Linked DNA regions of Mus musculus: region 1 is linked to region 2. Evidence: chromatin contacts called from public Hi-C data. All regions are on one chromosome and are shown on one strand. The core of a region is the stretch at or near the end of the contact, and the rest is flanking DNA. Distances in the headings are between cores, read along the strand shown. Region 1 overlaps Col23a1 (collagen, type XXIII, alpha 1). Region 2 overlaps Col23a1 (collagen, type XXIII, alpha 1).

Region 1 (7,142 bases), core at 2,883-5,382, 140 kb before region 2:
AGACACACACACCACACACACATACACACAGACACAGACAGAGAGAGACACACACACACAGAGACACACACACAGACATAAACACACACACACCATAAACACACACACACACACACACACACACACACACACACACACACTCTGGCAGGCTCCGTGGCAAATGTCTGTAATCCTAGTACTTGCAAGATGGAGGAGGCAGGGAGACCAGGGATTCAAGGTCATCTTTACTATGCAGGAAATTCAAGGCCAGCCTGGGATACACGGAGCATTTGTGTGCACATAATCAGATAACTAAGACAGGACTTGATTCTAAATGAAATTCACACAGGGCTCATATATATTTTATACATAGAGCTCAAAGGTAATCTTATTTTATATTTATAATTTAATTTTTGGTGTTTTGAGACAGAGTCTCATAGTCTAAGCTGGCCTGGGATTCTCTGTGTAGCCCAGGCTGCCCTCAAATTTGTGATCTTCCTGCTTTAGCCTCCCAAGGACCTGGATTAGAGATATGTGTCATGGTGTTACAAGTTATCTCTCTGTCTGTCTCTGTCTCTCTATCTGTATGTGTGCATGCATGTATCTGTGTGCATGCAAGTGTATGTGTGTATGTGTGCATGCATGTGTGCATGCATGCATGTGTATGTGTGTATATGAATGTGTATGTGGGTACATGCATGTGTATGTGTGTGCATGTGTATGTGTGTGCATGTGTATGTGTGTGCATGCATGTGTGTGTATATGCATGCACGTGTATGTGTGTGTATGCATGCATGTGTATGTGTAGGCCCAAGGTTGATGCTGAGAAGCAATCATTCTAGGTCCTTCTTTTCCTTCATTCACCAAGGCAGTCTCTTAAGGGAACTGCAAGGCCCACCACTGTGGCTGGTCTGGATAGCCAGCCTGCCCTGGCAATTCTGTCTCTACCTTCTGAAGCTAGGGTTGCAGCTGGCCTACTGCAGTCAGCTGGCATTTCCGAGAGTTCTGGGAATCTGAACTCTGCTTCCCAAGCTCTTGAGACAAGCTCTTTGACCACTGCGCCACCTCCCCAGCCCCTCCACCTGTGCTGTGACCGTCACAGGTCGGATGTGGGATTTTTCCACTTGTGGTACCCTGTTGACATCACAGGCTTCTGACTGGAGATATTTCAGAGTTTTGGCTCAGAGAGGGTCAACCCACACAGAGCTGCCCAGAACTCTTCAGGGACTTGCAGAGCTCCAGTCTCATCTGGAAGGTAGGTACAGGAGCTGGCCGGGCTGCATCTCTCTCCTCTCCCAGCCCACTGCTCACTAACTCTGAACACGCGGGGCCACACCGTGTGGCTTGGTCTTTCCCTTTGTGCATACTGCCTGTGCCTGCTCGGCATGGAATGTCGTCCCTTGCACAATAGGCGTGGAAGATGGAGGTGCTACCTCCACTGTGTGCACAGGGAACACGGACAGAGCAGAAGCTAGGGGGTCTGTCTGAGAGAACAGAGCAGGGTTTGGAAATGCTGTGTAGATGGAGCTGATTTCTAAGCAGAGTAAGGTTGAACAGAGATGGCAAAGAACAAGGAACAACAGGGCCCCAGCAGGATCCATAGAGGTGGGAGCCGGGCCCCATGCTTGCTGCTGAGAGCTCATGGAAGAGAAGCTGGACCAAGGCTCTGCCCCAATCATAGACTCTGAGCCTCCAGGACTGTGAGCTACATAAGCCTTCCCCTCCCCATCTCTCACTCTCATTTGTATGCACGTGTGTGTGGGCCAGAAGTCGCTTCAGGGGATACTGATGGCTTAGAGGGTGCACTGTGAGGGTTCGGGCAGCATGGGGCTTGGGGAATCTTTGTTCCCCACTGCCAGTCTACAAGGGCCTACATCATGTAGCCCCTGGATGCGATCACCACACTCCTCCTCCTTTTTAAGATTTATTTTTTACTTATGTGCATGTGTGCACCTGTATGAGTTTATGTGCACCATGTTATGAGCCCATGGAAGCCAGAAGATGCCCTAACACTGGAGTTATAGGGGGTTGTGAGCCGTCTTATACTGGGAACTTAATCCAGGTCCTTTGCAAAAGCAGCCATTACTGCTGGACTATCTCTCCAGTCCCCCGACACCTTTCCTCCTTTCACCCTATCTCTGTCACTTGCCTTCTCCTTCTTCCCATCCTTGCCTCAGATGGCTCTTGACATACGAAGCTTGCTCTAAACTCCATGACCTGTACCCTCATCTGTTTTCCTCTGCGGAGAGTACTCACCTGCCCCTCAGATCTCTGCATCTTGTCACAGAAGTCTCAGTTCAAAGGTCATTCCGTCCTTCTTGAATATTAGCTCCAAATCACAGACCGACCTATGGACCCCCCTCCAGCACCCTCACCGCACCCTCCTTTGTTATCTTCCTGGTACATTCCCTGTATTCAAGGACCCTTTACACGCCCTCCCAAAGGCAGGTAGGAAGCCAGAGAGCCATGGAAGCTCCACACTGAGGGTGAAGAACGTGAGAAGTCTAAAGAAGAAAAGCAAAGAAGGCCTAGTCTTGTGTTTTTGTGTAAAGGGTGAGAAGTGGAGATGAGATTAAGCCCTGAGTGACAGACAAGTCATTGTCACTTTAGAAGCTTGGCACATCTTCAAGATGAAAAAAGGGATGTGTGAGACACTTTCAGGACGACTCCACTGTGTCCAGATGGTCTCTCTCTCCCATCCCCAGCTGTTTAAGACCGTGACCGGGTCTGATTTGCCTTTGTGCCTTCCCTGTGTGGAGCACAAGGCATGATATCAAGCCTATTTATGAGATGCTGAAACATTTTGACACATACAAGCTGATCAATTCCCCTAAATTCTGAAATACCTTGCCTGTGGGTCCTTTGCATCCTGCATTGTTGATTCACAAAGTTCAGTGCTCAGAACACCCTCTCTGCTGATTGATCAGTGAGTACGAGATGATTACTTGTTTCTTTGCCCCAATCAGGTCCAAACTCTATACTTGCAATTCCAAATTTCACCACTAGGTGCCAGGCAAACACAAACTTTAACAAACAGGTCAGGTTTCTTGAGACTTCTAGCCAGGCCTTTAATTCCCACATTAGGGAGGTAGAGGCAGGAAGACTTCTATGAGTTCGAGACTAATTTGGTCTACAGTGTGAGTTTCAGGACAGCCAGGGCTATACAGTGAAATCCTGTCTTGAAAAACAAAACAAAAAGCAACAAAAAAGAGAACTTGTAATGAAAATACACCCTAAATTGAAACAAGACACATACATATAGATATATATTTAAAACTTATCATATTGAAATAAATTAAAAGTATGATAATACCCACAGTTGGACAGAGTTGGAGAAACATGCCGCATTCGTGCTCTGTTGGTGGGAATGTAAATGAGAGCGGCCTCCCAGAGGGCAATTTGGCAACGCACATCAAAAGCCTTCAACATGTGCAAACCCTTTGGTGCAACAATCCAACTTATAGACATTTATTGTATGGAGATAATCACAGAAATAAGCCTTTACTTACTCCCAGGATGTTGAGTGTAAGGATGAAAAATTGTCCATATAAATGGCATAACTTAGAGACTGGCTATATAAAATGATACATGTGATCAGATACTATGTAGCCATTACATCTTGTAACAGTTTTTAATGATGTGGGAGTGTCTCATGATATTTCAAGTGAGAGAGAGAAGTGTGTTCCTAGAGGCTTGGTTTTTTTTTTTATAGTGGAAGTATGCGAACAAAGCTGCGTATAAAAATGTTAAAAGAACATGAAAATAGTGAGCTATTGTCTGTGGATGGTAGGAGGAGGATTGCTTTTCCCCCTTTGGTTGCCTTTTTCTACTTTCCTAATGTTTTACAATAGACACGACCATGCATTTATTGCAACAGTAAGGTCCTATTAACAAGCCCTTGGGGGCATGAAGGACAGACAGCCTCTGTTCAGGAAGGGCATGGAGACAGTGACCCCAGAGCCCCGTCAGCTCTGACCCCCTTGAGTCCATACATAACCTGCCTCACAGATGTGGGTGGCCCCTGTTGCCCCTGTCCCTTAGCCACTCCATGGGCCGCACATGTGGACTTCATTTCATCTAGGGGTGTGGGGGCAGGGAGAGGCGGAGTGAACGCAGACAGCACAGGCCGGGGATCCCAGCACAGCCCTTCGCTCCAGCTTGCCTGTTCTTTCTTCCCCTAGGAACTGCTGAGAGCCTGGTTCAATGGGAAAAAGAAAATCGCTCCCCTACCCCACCCCGACCCTGGAGTTTGCCAACAAAGTAAACACTGCTTCTAAGATTCCCTCAAACAGAAACACCAACACTAAGCTGCAGCAGCGAAACAGCTGTTCCTAAAACCGATCGGTCTCAACGCTGGGTTTCTGTCCAAATGCTTGGCTGTACGCTGAGCAGATTAGAAGGGTTTCCTCATTTATTTCTTCATTACATTTCTTATTACACCATCCTATCTATCTATCTATCTATCTATCTATCTATCTATCTATCTATCTATCTATCATCTATCTATCTATCCATCCATCTATCATCTATCTATCTATCTATCTATCCATCCATCCATCTATTATCTATCTATCTATCCATCTATTATCTATCTATCTATCTATCTATCTATCTATCTATCTATCATCTATCCATCCATCTATCATCTATCTATCTATCTATCTATCTATCTATCTATCTATCTATCTATCATCTATCTATCCATCCATCTATCATCTCTATCTATCTATCTATCTATCTATCTATCTATCTATCTATCTATCTATCATCTATCTATCCATCTATCTATCACCTATCTATCTATCTATCTACCTACCTATCTACCTATCTATCATCTATCTATCCATCCATCTATCATCTATCTATCTATCTATCTATCTATCTATCAATCATCTATCTATCCATCCATCATCTATCTATCTATCTATCTATCTATCTATCTATCTATCTATCTATCTATCGTGACTGTCCATATGTATATGTGTGCAGGCGTGCACACCACGGTGTGTATATGGTGTGTACTCCAGCTTTGTGGGGTCGGCTCTCTCATTCCACCTTTTACATAGAATTCCAGGAGTCAGGTTTGCATGGAAAGTGCCTTTACCCACTGAGCTATCTTTCTGGTCCTTCCTTCCATTCTAAAAAACAATTATGTATCTAAATCATTTTTTGACATTTATTTTAAGTATATGAGAGTTTTGTGTGTTTGTATGTGTGGGTGCCTGATGCCCGTGGAGGTCAGAAGTGGAGAATGGAGCCTCTGGAACTGGCGTTACATGATCACAAGCCACCATGGACACACGGGGAACCAAACCTGGGCCGCCAGAAGAACAAGTGCTCTTAACTGCTGAGCCATTGCTTTAGAACATTTTTTATTTGTTTTTGAGATGGGGTTTCATGTAGCCCAGGCTGACCTCAGCCTCAATATGTAGCTAAAGATGACTTTGAACTCCGAACCCTCCTGCCTCTACTTCCCAAGTGTTGGTATTACAGCTGTAGACCAGTGCTCCAGGTTTGTGGGGTGTGAGGGGCCCCAAGATGTATGCATGCTATGTGAGCAGTCCACCCACTGAGCTCTATCCTCATCATGAAAGTTTTATCTTGGAGGCTTCAAAGATGGCTCAGTAGGCAAAGTACTTGCTGGGCAAGCATGAAGACCTGAATTGGGGTCTCCAGCACCCAAGTAAAAGCCAGACACGGTGGCATGGACTTACAATGTCAGCACTGGGCGCCCAGAGGGTGGGGGAAGGGACAAACAGATACCTGGAGTTTCCTGGCCGGACAATCCAGCCAAAATGATGAGCTCTAGTTTCAGTGAGAGACCCTGCTTCAAAAAATATGTTTCTTTCTTCCTGTCTCTTTCTCTTTCTCTCTCTTTCTCTCCCTCTTCCTCCTCCTCCTCTTTCTTTCTCTCTCTTCCTTTCCTTTCCTTTCCTTCCTTCCTTCCTTCCTTCCTTCCTTCCTTCCTTTCTTCTTTCCTTCCTTCTTTCCCTCCCTCCCTCCCTCCCTCCCTCCCTCCCTCCCTCCCTCCCTCCCTCCCTCTTTCTCTTTCTTTTTGGTGGTGATGGTTGTGGCGGGGCAGATAGAATTAAAAGGGGAAGACAATTGAAATCTGTCCCTCTCTGGCTTCTACTCTATGCAGGGTGAGTGTGCCTGTGCAGATGTGTGTGCACACATGAGCTCTACGTTGGGATTGGGCTGTGGCTCAGTGATACAGCAGTTACCTATTATGCATGAAGCCCTGGGTTCAACTCCCCAGCACCACACAAAAATTATCTGTAAATCTGTAATTGCTCATAGTCATAAAGAAGCTTGCGTGTTAGTGGTCTCTTCCAACACATATGAATAAAGCATAGCACCGGGCAGTCGTGCGGACCCCATGGGAGCCATGGGTAACTGACAGTAGGCTGAGGGCCTGCCTGAAGTGCTTGCTTCCCATAAGCCAAGAAATTAGAGTTTAACTCAGATCCTACAGGGACAAGTAGCCTGCACAGCCCAGCCTCTTCCTGGCTTGGACTGCTTTCGCTCTCGCAGCAGGGACCCCCCCTCCTCATATGGCTCAGGTACTGAAAGATAGACACAGGTCCATACACCAGCTGGCAGAAGGCGACCAAGGGCTACAATCCCCATCTGTCCCCTCACTGGACACAGCTTACCTCAGTGACCTGAGGAACTGTTTCAAGGCTTGCAAACGGGAAGTGGGGACAGTTGGCCTGCTGGGCCTTCACTGATCTCCTTCCTAGAGACATTAGGATACAGGGACTCTGGAGCTCCTGTCACGTGCATCCTTATTCCTGCCCCCATCCCGGAACTCATAGATCCCCCTGTGGGCCAAGCTCGGAGCTAGACATCTGTCTCTATTCTACATTTGACCCCCACAATCCCTGATGGTCCCCTCAGATGACATTGGTTGGCTGTGACCGGTATGTCACCGGTGTTCCCAGTGCTCCCTGTGCATCTCCATTCACTGGAACCCGGTCCCTGAGGAAAAGGACTTCTGACATCTCCACTGACTGCAAGGAGCCTGAGGTTTAGGGACACTTGGGGGTGGGGCTTCCTACCCCAGTGTCTCAGCTAGCCAGTGGCAGAGATGGATTCAGACCTGCACTTTAACCTCTAGCTTAGTTTCCTGCCATCCCTCTCCTGTCCTTGATCTGGGAAGA
Region 2 (7,570 bases), core at 4,794-7,293:
TGGAAAGTAAACCCCCAGCATCTTATGTCACTGTGATCCTCAGAGGCGAGGCCTTTGGAAGATGTTCTAGCTTAATTTTTGTTGTCATGGTGAAATACTCTGACTAAAAGTGACTTAGGGAAGAAAAGGGGGTTCCTTCAGCTTACACTTCCAGGTTACAGTTTACCCTGGTTGGGAAGCCAAGGCAGGAACTTACAAAGCTAGTCACATCACACTCGCAGTCAAGAGCAGAGAGAAATGAATGCATGCATGCTCTCTGGCTCAAATTTCTCCATTCTCACACCTAGGGAATGGTACTGCCCACAGAAGGCTGAGTCTTCCCCCATCACTTAATTTAGTTAAGATAGTTAGTTGCCCCACAGAAATGCCCACAGTCTAACAAAGTGTAGACAGTCCCTCACTGGTAGTCTCCTCCCAGGGGATTCTAGATTGGGTCAAACTGACGGTTAAAGCTAAGCATCATGAAAGGTTGTTAGGGTTAGCTGAGATCACAAGGGAGGAGCCCTCTGGTGGCTTTAGTGGCTTAAGGAGAAGAAGAGGAGGAGGAGGAGGGGGAGGAGGAGGGGGAGGAGGAAGAAGATGAAGAGAAGGAAGAGGAAGAGGAAGAAAAGAGTGACTTAGGTGTTGTGGATTGCTCTGGTGCTGTTTGCATTTTGATACTAATTCTGCTTCCTCAAAAGGGGCTACCCCTGACAAGGAGTGAACCTTCTCCCCATTTTAGCTGGTCAAATAAAGGCTAGAGCCTGTGATTGGGCAGTGGAAGGGAAAAATGGGACTGGAGGTTTTAGAGAGAGGGAAGAGAGGAAGGAGGAGGAGAGGAGATGAGGAGATGGAGGAGACAGAGGAAGATAGAGGAAGAGGAGATGGAAGGAAAATGGAGCAGAGTCATGTGTCCTGAAGAAGCCGCAAGTAGCCAGGGATCTCCTAGCTGGGGAATAGAGTAGTGTAGTGGTAGATCTGCCCAATCTAGGCATACAGCTTATAAATATTGTAGTGAGTTGTGTGTTCTTTGCAAGGGTTTATTAAGGTTGAAGATTTACGACAACTCTTTGGTGGATGCTTATTTTGTTCTTCTATGTGATGTCCCTACTCTTTAGGATGCAGCAAGGCCTTTTATTTTATCTTTTTAAATCAGCTTCAGGCAGAAATTGGCATCATACGCCCCAGAACTTCACAGCTTCCTAAACAGCACAATAAACAAACCTCTATTCTTTGTAAATTACCTAGTCTCAGGTGATATGTTATAGCAACAATGATTGAAAGCAAAGAAACTATCAAACACGACTGAAGTCCTGTGTAAACATGACTCAAGCCACCACAAAGCTCCCACTGGCTTAGCTAAGACCTGACTAAGCATCGCTAAGAATAACTGCAGTGAGTTGAAATATACCAGATAGGTTTACTCCCGTGAGATCATAATGGCACTAAAGACAGCGCTCAGTGGTTGCCTTTGAGGGGCGCCTGAGAAGAAACCCATTATTTTGAAAACTGGTAGATAAAGAGGAAGAGCCTAAAAACTCTTCCCAGGTGTGCAGACGGCTGCTGATGGGAACCTCCTCTGTGCTACTCCAGCAAGAAAAAGCAGACATGACAGCCTCCTCATTTTACAGATCCCCATTAGAGTCACACGTAAAGCCATCACGATCACGCTGCTACCACAGAAAGAAACACATTTATTCTGTGGCTGATGCCCCACCCTGCAACAGTATTCTTACCCCCCACTTCCCCAAACCAAACCTGAATGTCACCAGGCGTTTACATTCACCCACCAATTACGGGACCGACGGGGCCAGAGGAGTGTATTAAATAACACCACAGGAATGCAGCCATCAAGATCCAGATGGTGGGAAACTAAAGGGCAAATGACCAGGTTTCTTCAATAAATAAATTATAGGGGGGACCAAGAGCATGGCTTGTGGCTAATGCACATAAGGCCGTGGGTTCAATCCCCATCACGGCATAAACCACATGTGGTAGCTCACACCTGCCATCCCCAGCAGGCAAGATGCAGAAGGATGAGAGCATCAAGATCATTCTTGGCTACATGGTGAACTTGAGGTCAGCCTGGGCTACATAAGACCCTGTCTGAAGAGAAAGAAAGAAAGGAGGAAAGAAAGACAGAGAGGAAGAGGAAGAAGAGGAGGAAGAAGGGGAGGAGGAGAATCACTATTAATTAGGTAAACTTGTAATCAACTTCACTGTTACTGGTTATTAACTACTTGTCAACTTTTTAGATTTAATAAATGGTATTTTAATGATTGAAAAAAATATACCTTTTATCTTTAACTATTTACACTGAAATATCCCACCCCCAGCAATATATCTGTAATTTGTTTCCAAAAAAGGCAGTAAATAAGTAGTCAACAATATGTTTTCATTTTTATTTAATTTCACGTTTTAAGGATGTAAAATATGTTTGTTCACAGTTTGCTAATACCCACCTCCTAGGTGGTTGGTATGTGAATGAGGTTCCTGGTCTTCGTTCTACGTTTTAATTTGTTTTTAAAATGTTTAGATATTTTTCCACAAGAAAAAAAAGGCTGAAATAAATTTTAAATAAGATTCCCTCTACCTTCTTTAATGACACGGAGAAATATTTACAAAATGGCAAGAGTCGAAACAAAAACAAAATCCAATACCGACAGTGTTATCTGAGCCTTGCCCATGTATATAAACCACTGTGAGGCCAGAAGCGGCTTCAACGTCACTTTAATGGCAACTGTGATCTCTTTATGGGGCTGTAACTGTGGTTTTTCTCTCCTTTATAGCTTCTGTCTTGGGCTGTGAGTGGGCCTTACTTTACCTTTCCAGAAATATATTTTTAGAAGCATTTAACTCGGATTTACCAGGACAAGCTCAGCGGTTATATTCACGGTGTGTTTATTTCTGCTTTGGCCTGCTCTCTTCCAATAGTCTCCAGGATGGCTGTGAACCCAGAGAGTGGAGCTGTGCCGAGAATCTCCAGATTCAGTCGTATAAACAGCACACAGTAGACCCCAAACAGAAGCACCTTTCTCAGGCCAAGCAAAGAGCAGCCTGTAATTCTTTACCCTAAGGGGACAATAACCAGTCAGGAAACACACACACACACACACACACACACACACACACCAGTGAGTGCACAGATGAGTGAGTGTAGGACCCACTCAATCAGGAAAGGTTGGACTCAGCTGGCCCAGTGAGGACATCCAGATATTGGACAGTCTGAGGGGTGGACCTGTGACCACAGTCATGGTGGACACAGAGTCTGTGCCAGGGCACACCAAACCGTACTGAGTTCTCTGTCACATGGAAAGGATAATCCTAATAGCCCAGCAATCTATGCTAGGATGCATACTTTGGGCTATCAGAAGAGGCTTGTGGGTGGCTCAAAGACCACTCTGTAGTTAAGGGTGCTTGCTGCTCTTGCAGATGACCTGAGTTCAGCTCCTAGCTCTCACATCAGGTGGCTCACAATTGATTGAGGCTCATAACTGCAGATCCAGGAGACACAATACCCCTCTCTGGCCTCTATGGGCACTGCAGTCACATGTACATACCTACCCAGAGACACATAGTTATTGTTGTTGTTGTTTTAAAAAGGTATTTTTTTCTTAAAATAGAAAAAAAGAAAAAAAAAAAAAAGAAAACCAAAAGAGGCTGTGGGAAAGGAAAAAAAAAATGTCCCTGGGATATGGCCAGTATTCTTCAAAAGAACAAAACAAATGTAAGGTTCACACTGCTGGGCTTATAGATAGTTCAGTTAGTAGAGTGGTAACGTTGTATAGGAGGTACTGGTTTGAGTCCCCAGCATCAGAACAAAAATTAAGATAAATTATCTTTAAAAAATCACTCTGCTGAGAACCAAACATTAGTTACTTTTCTTAATGTGACTAAACACTTGGCAGGGAGCCACTTAAAGGAAAAAGGGTTTTACTTCTGGCTCAGGGTTTGAAGGGATACAGTTCATCACCTCAGGGAAAGTGCCATGCCAGCAGAGTGAAGGGCTGGTCACATTGTATCCACAGCTGGGAAGCAGAAAGCAGACACGAAATCTGGCCAAGCTTTTAGATCTCAAGGCCCACCCTGCAGTGATTGGCTTTCTCTAGAGAATCTTTACTTACTAAAGGTCCAGAACCTTCTAAAACAGCAGCACCAGGTTTGGCCCAAAAGTTCCAAACGTATGAGCCAATGGGGGCATTTCAGAGGCAAATCACAGCCAACCAGAAGCTTCCACAACAGTTTAGCATCTGTGCTAACAAATACCTACCCCTTCCTATCTAGTGCCTTTTGTTTCCAGTGAAAACAGACGTCCCTGGAGCCCATGTCCTCTCCTCTTCTCACTATGACCCTGCACCAGGGCTTTTACATTGCTCTCCATGCTTGCTAAACAGTCATAGCCACCAGGCCCTGTGAGCATGGAAAGAAAGAACATGCCTGCTGCTCTGAGGTTTCTGTCAGTGTCCCTGCTGGGTGGACTCGGTAGGGGAGGGTCTCACAAAATCTTCTCTGTCCACCCCCATCTCACTCTCCCCATCTCACCACAGTCTACACATGGGGTATTTTAATTCATGACACAATCATGGCTGTTTTTTTTTTTTCCCCCTGAGTTAAGGAAATAAATAAGAAAAATTCCCATGGGAACCTGCCAGTTGCACCTTTAAGAAAGCGGCTCTCCAACACACGTTGTTGAACAAAACAAGCCACTTCACAGTTTTGGCAGTAGGACTCGGGCCTCGAGAGACTGTGCAGAGATGGGAACTGGCTGAGACCCAGAGCTGCATTCTCATTTGCCTTGTGTTGAGTGGCTTACTTCCCTGGACCTGATGCCTAAGGCCTGGGCCATCTGCTCAACCTGTTTTGTCTGCCTCCATCAGCAGAAGCAAAGGCTGAGTAATAGACTTCAAGATGCTAGCTGCTTTTCCTGGGCTCAGTCTGCAACTTGAGACACTTCCACACAAGGATGTTAGTCAGTGTCCTGGTGGAGGGCTCTGCTCTCTAAAGCCATCAAATCAGCCATAACAGCCCGAGCAGCATGGGATGCTTTGAGGGCATTTTGATGGATTTCTTGACTTTGGAGGTGCCAGGGTAGGCAACACAGGTCTCTGGCAACAGTATGCTGCATATAGAGGTGCCGTCTCTTCTGCAACCTTGGGTTTTGCCTGGCCTGTCTGAGCCTCAGTTTCCCTCTACCCTATAACCCAAGAACCATAACTGAATTAACCTCTCAGGAAGCTGGAGTGGCGATAGGTGGCAGGGGTCCCTCGGCACCCAGGATGTGGCTGGGATTTCTTTTTTTCCCTTACATCCAAAATAATAGGGGTGCAAGTTTGAGAAGATACAGGGAGTTCTAAGCAAGCTCAAGAGTGAACAGATGGTAAGTATCAGAGAAGGGGAGCGGTAAGAGGAAGGGGAGAGGAGAGGAGAGGGTAAATGGGAGGGGAGGGATGAGGGTTGGTTCCTAAAGGACCTGCCTGAAGCTTCCGTGTGTGTCTCTGTCTCTGTCTCTGTCTCTGTCTCTGTCTCTGTCTCTCTCTCTCTCTCTCTCTCTCTCTCTCTCTGTCTCTCTGTCTCTCTCAGACTCCTGATCCTCCTCACTGTTGGAATCCAGGCTCCCATGACACCCCTTGTATGGAGTACTAAGGATGGGACCCAGGGCTGGTTTGAATGAGTGAGCAAGTTAGAGACTAGATTGGCTCCCAGCACACAGTGGGAACTTGTAAACTCCTGGAGGGAATGCAGGCAAGAATCAACTCGCACATTCCCTGGGTGCCAGGCATGGCAGACATTTCCAAGTCACTTCCCTCCTTTTACGACCACCATTTTACACATGACATGGATTCTCTGAGAGTGAAGGCAGGCTTTTGTCCCCCCCTTTGCTTTTCTTTTTTTCTTTCCCTCCAGCAATCAGACTCAATCTCCAACCCAGCTTTTTAAACAAAACCAGCTGAGGCAGTGACTCTGGTCAGCTATGAAAACCCGGCATGTTCCTGCCATTGCTATAACTTATAAGAAACTTTCATATTGGCCCCTTTTATCTCCATATTGGAGGCGGGATAGACCTGCATGCATTTAACTTCTTTCAGCCATTCAAAGGGACGGAGAACCGAAAGGAAGAGTCTGTATTAAATCAGGCAAAATAAGAGGAAACAGATTTAACAAAATATTATGGTAAGAGCTTCAGGTTTCTATAAATCACCCCCATTGAGCTCTGAAATCCCCAAATTACTATTGTTGTGCTATTTAATATTCCCGATCCGTAACAGCTGATGAAAACGTGAAACACAGCCAAACGTGGAGTCGGAAAAACTTCTTTAACTCAATTTGGACTCTGCATTACCGAAACAACAAAAACAAGACACAGCACACACAGAAGGGGGGAACCAAATCAAAACCTTCCAGGATTTAACAAATTTCAGTACAAATCATGAACCAGACCCCTTCAAACAGTGAGAGGGCTGTACAGACAGAGCACCGCCCAAGTCAGATCGCCCAGAGGTTTCCCTCTGCAAAAGGGCCTGTGGCTCCCTCAGAACCAGAGCCAGAGTGGAAATTGGTGTGAAAATTAGTGAGCACAGACGGCCCGCAGAGCCGGGAGGAGAGAAACCGAAAGGCAGCCTTCCCTGGGTATTTGCAATAATAACCAAAGCAGAAACAGCTGCAGGCTGGCACCGCGCACCTCGTCCCAGTGCCGTGCAGGCTGATGTTCAAAGGGCCAAGTAAGTGGATGGTTAGGTGCAGTTTCATGCCTCATTGCACAGCTAAATAAAAGGAAATATACATACATGTATTAAGTGTAACTGAACTTCTGTAGCACCGACAGGCTTCTCCATTTTGGTCTGGAGGTTATTTCAGAAGCCAAAAGTCTTGGCGTTAGGAGGAGGTTTTTACTACAGGCCAAGGACCACCAAAGTAACATAAGGGTTACTTTTTGTTATTACAAGATCATCCAAGGACATCCCTGTATCGTAAGTGCCCATGTTCTACTTAACACCAGAGATATGCAAAGAAGCTTTCTTTTGCTCCAGTGGCTGCTACGAGGTTCCCTTGGTGGAATGGGGGCTGAGCGTGGAGGGGGCGTTTGCTGGGATCTAGAAGGGGACAAAGCAGGAATAAGAATAATGCATGAATTGAGCATCGACTGAATACCAGGCCCGATTCTGAGCATGCTTTATAAACATCCATTGACCTATGACTCTTGGCGGTGGCTAGTGTAACTGCATTTGTTTTATAGTGAGGGAACTGAGGTAGAAGTGCATTGTCTCACAGAAGGTCACAGAGCCAAGAGGCAAGTGATTGAGTGCCAAGGAGCCACATCCCCAGGGATGCCTTCTAATGTGTGCTAGCCCCCATTGGCTAGCCCCCCTCCCAGCCATAGTGTAAACACAGGGGTCTGGATGTAGCAGACGTTTCGTTTATAAACATACAAGAGCTCAAACATCTGGCCTTTCCTCCGAAGCACAGACACTGTGCAGGTACCGGCTCTTTGGTCCGCTAGGTCTGTTGTGGAGCATAAATTCCTGGAGGCTCCGCCCTCTTCCACACTGGCCTGGGGGGGGGGGGCGGCTGAGACCCCAAGTGAGGGCTTCTG

The links. Hi-C and Micro-C count contacts between places; a contact is called where the count stands out from the background.
Region 1: a contact with region 2 is called in a Hi-C map of morula, with 2.0 times the contacts expected there. The contact joins two enhancer-like sites. A contact is called at or near these places in 17 of 484 Hi-C or Micro-C datasets (the G1E-ER4 cell line, the MNK3 cell line, cerebral cortex and 7 more), 1 of 115 datasets of contacts at active chromatin or transcription factors (embryonic stem cells) and 1 of 9 other capture datasets (embryonic stem cells).

The regions. Positions count from the first base shown.
Region 1 is chr11:51,530,346-51,537,487 of GRCm38.p6, reverse strand. The region is part of intron 5 of Col23a1 (collagen, type XXIII, alpha 1); the gene reads right to left. Among named protein-coding and RNA genes, the nearest start is that of Phykpl, 51 kb to the left of the region's middle. Within about 2 kb of position 4,132, at least 9 of the 459 cell types and tissues checked have an H3K27ac peak or open chromatin away from gene starts, as enhancers often do.
Region 2 is chr11:51,388,919-51,396,488 of GRCm38.p6, reverse strand. The region is part of intron 2 of Col23a1 (collagen, type XXIII, alpha 1); the gene reads right to left. Among named protein-coding and RNA genes, the nearest start is that of Col23a1, 100 kb to the right of the region's middle. Within about 2 kb of position 6,043, at least 41 of the 459 cell types and tissues checked have an H3K27ac peak or open chromatin away from gene starts, as enhancers often do.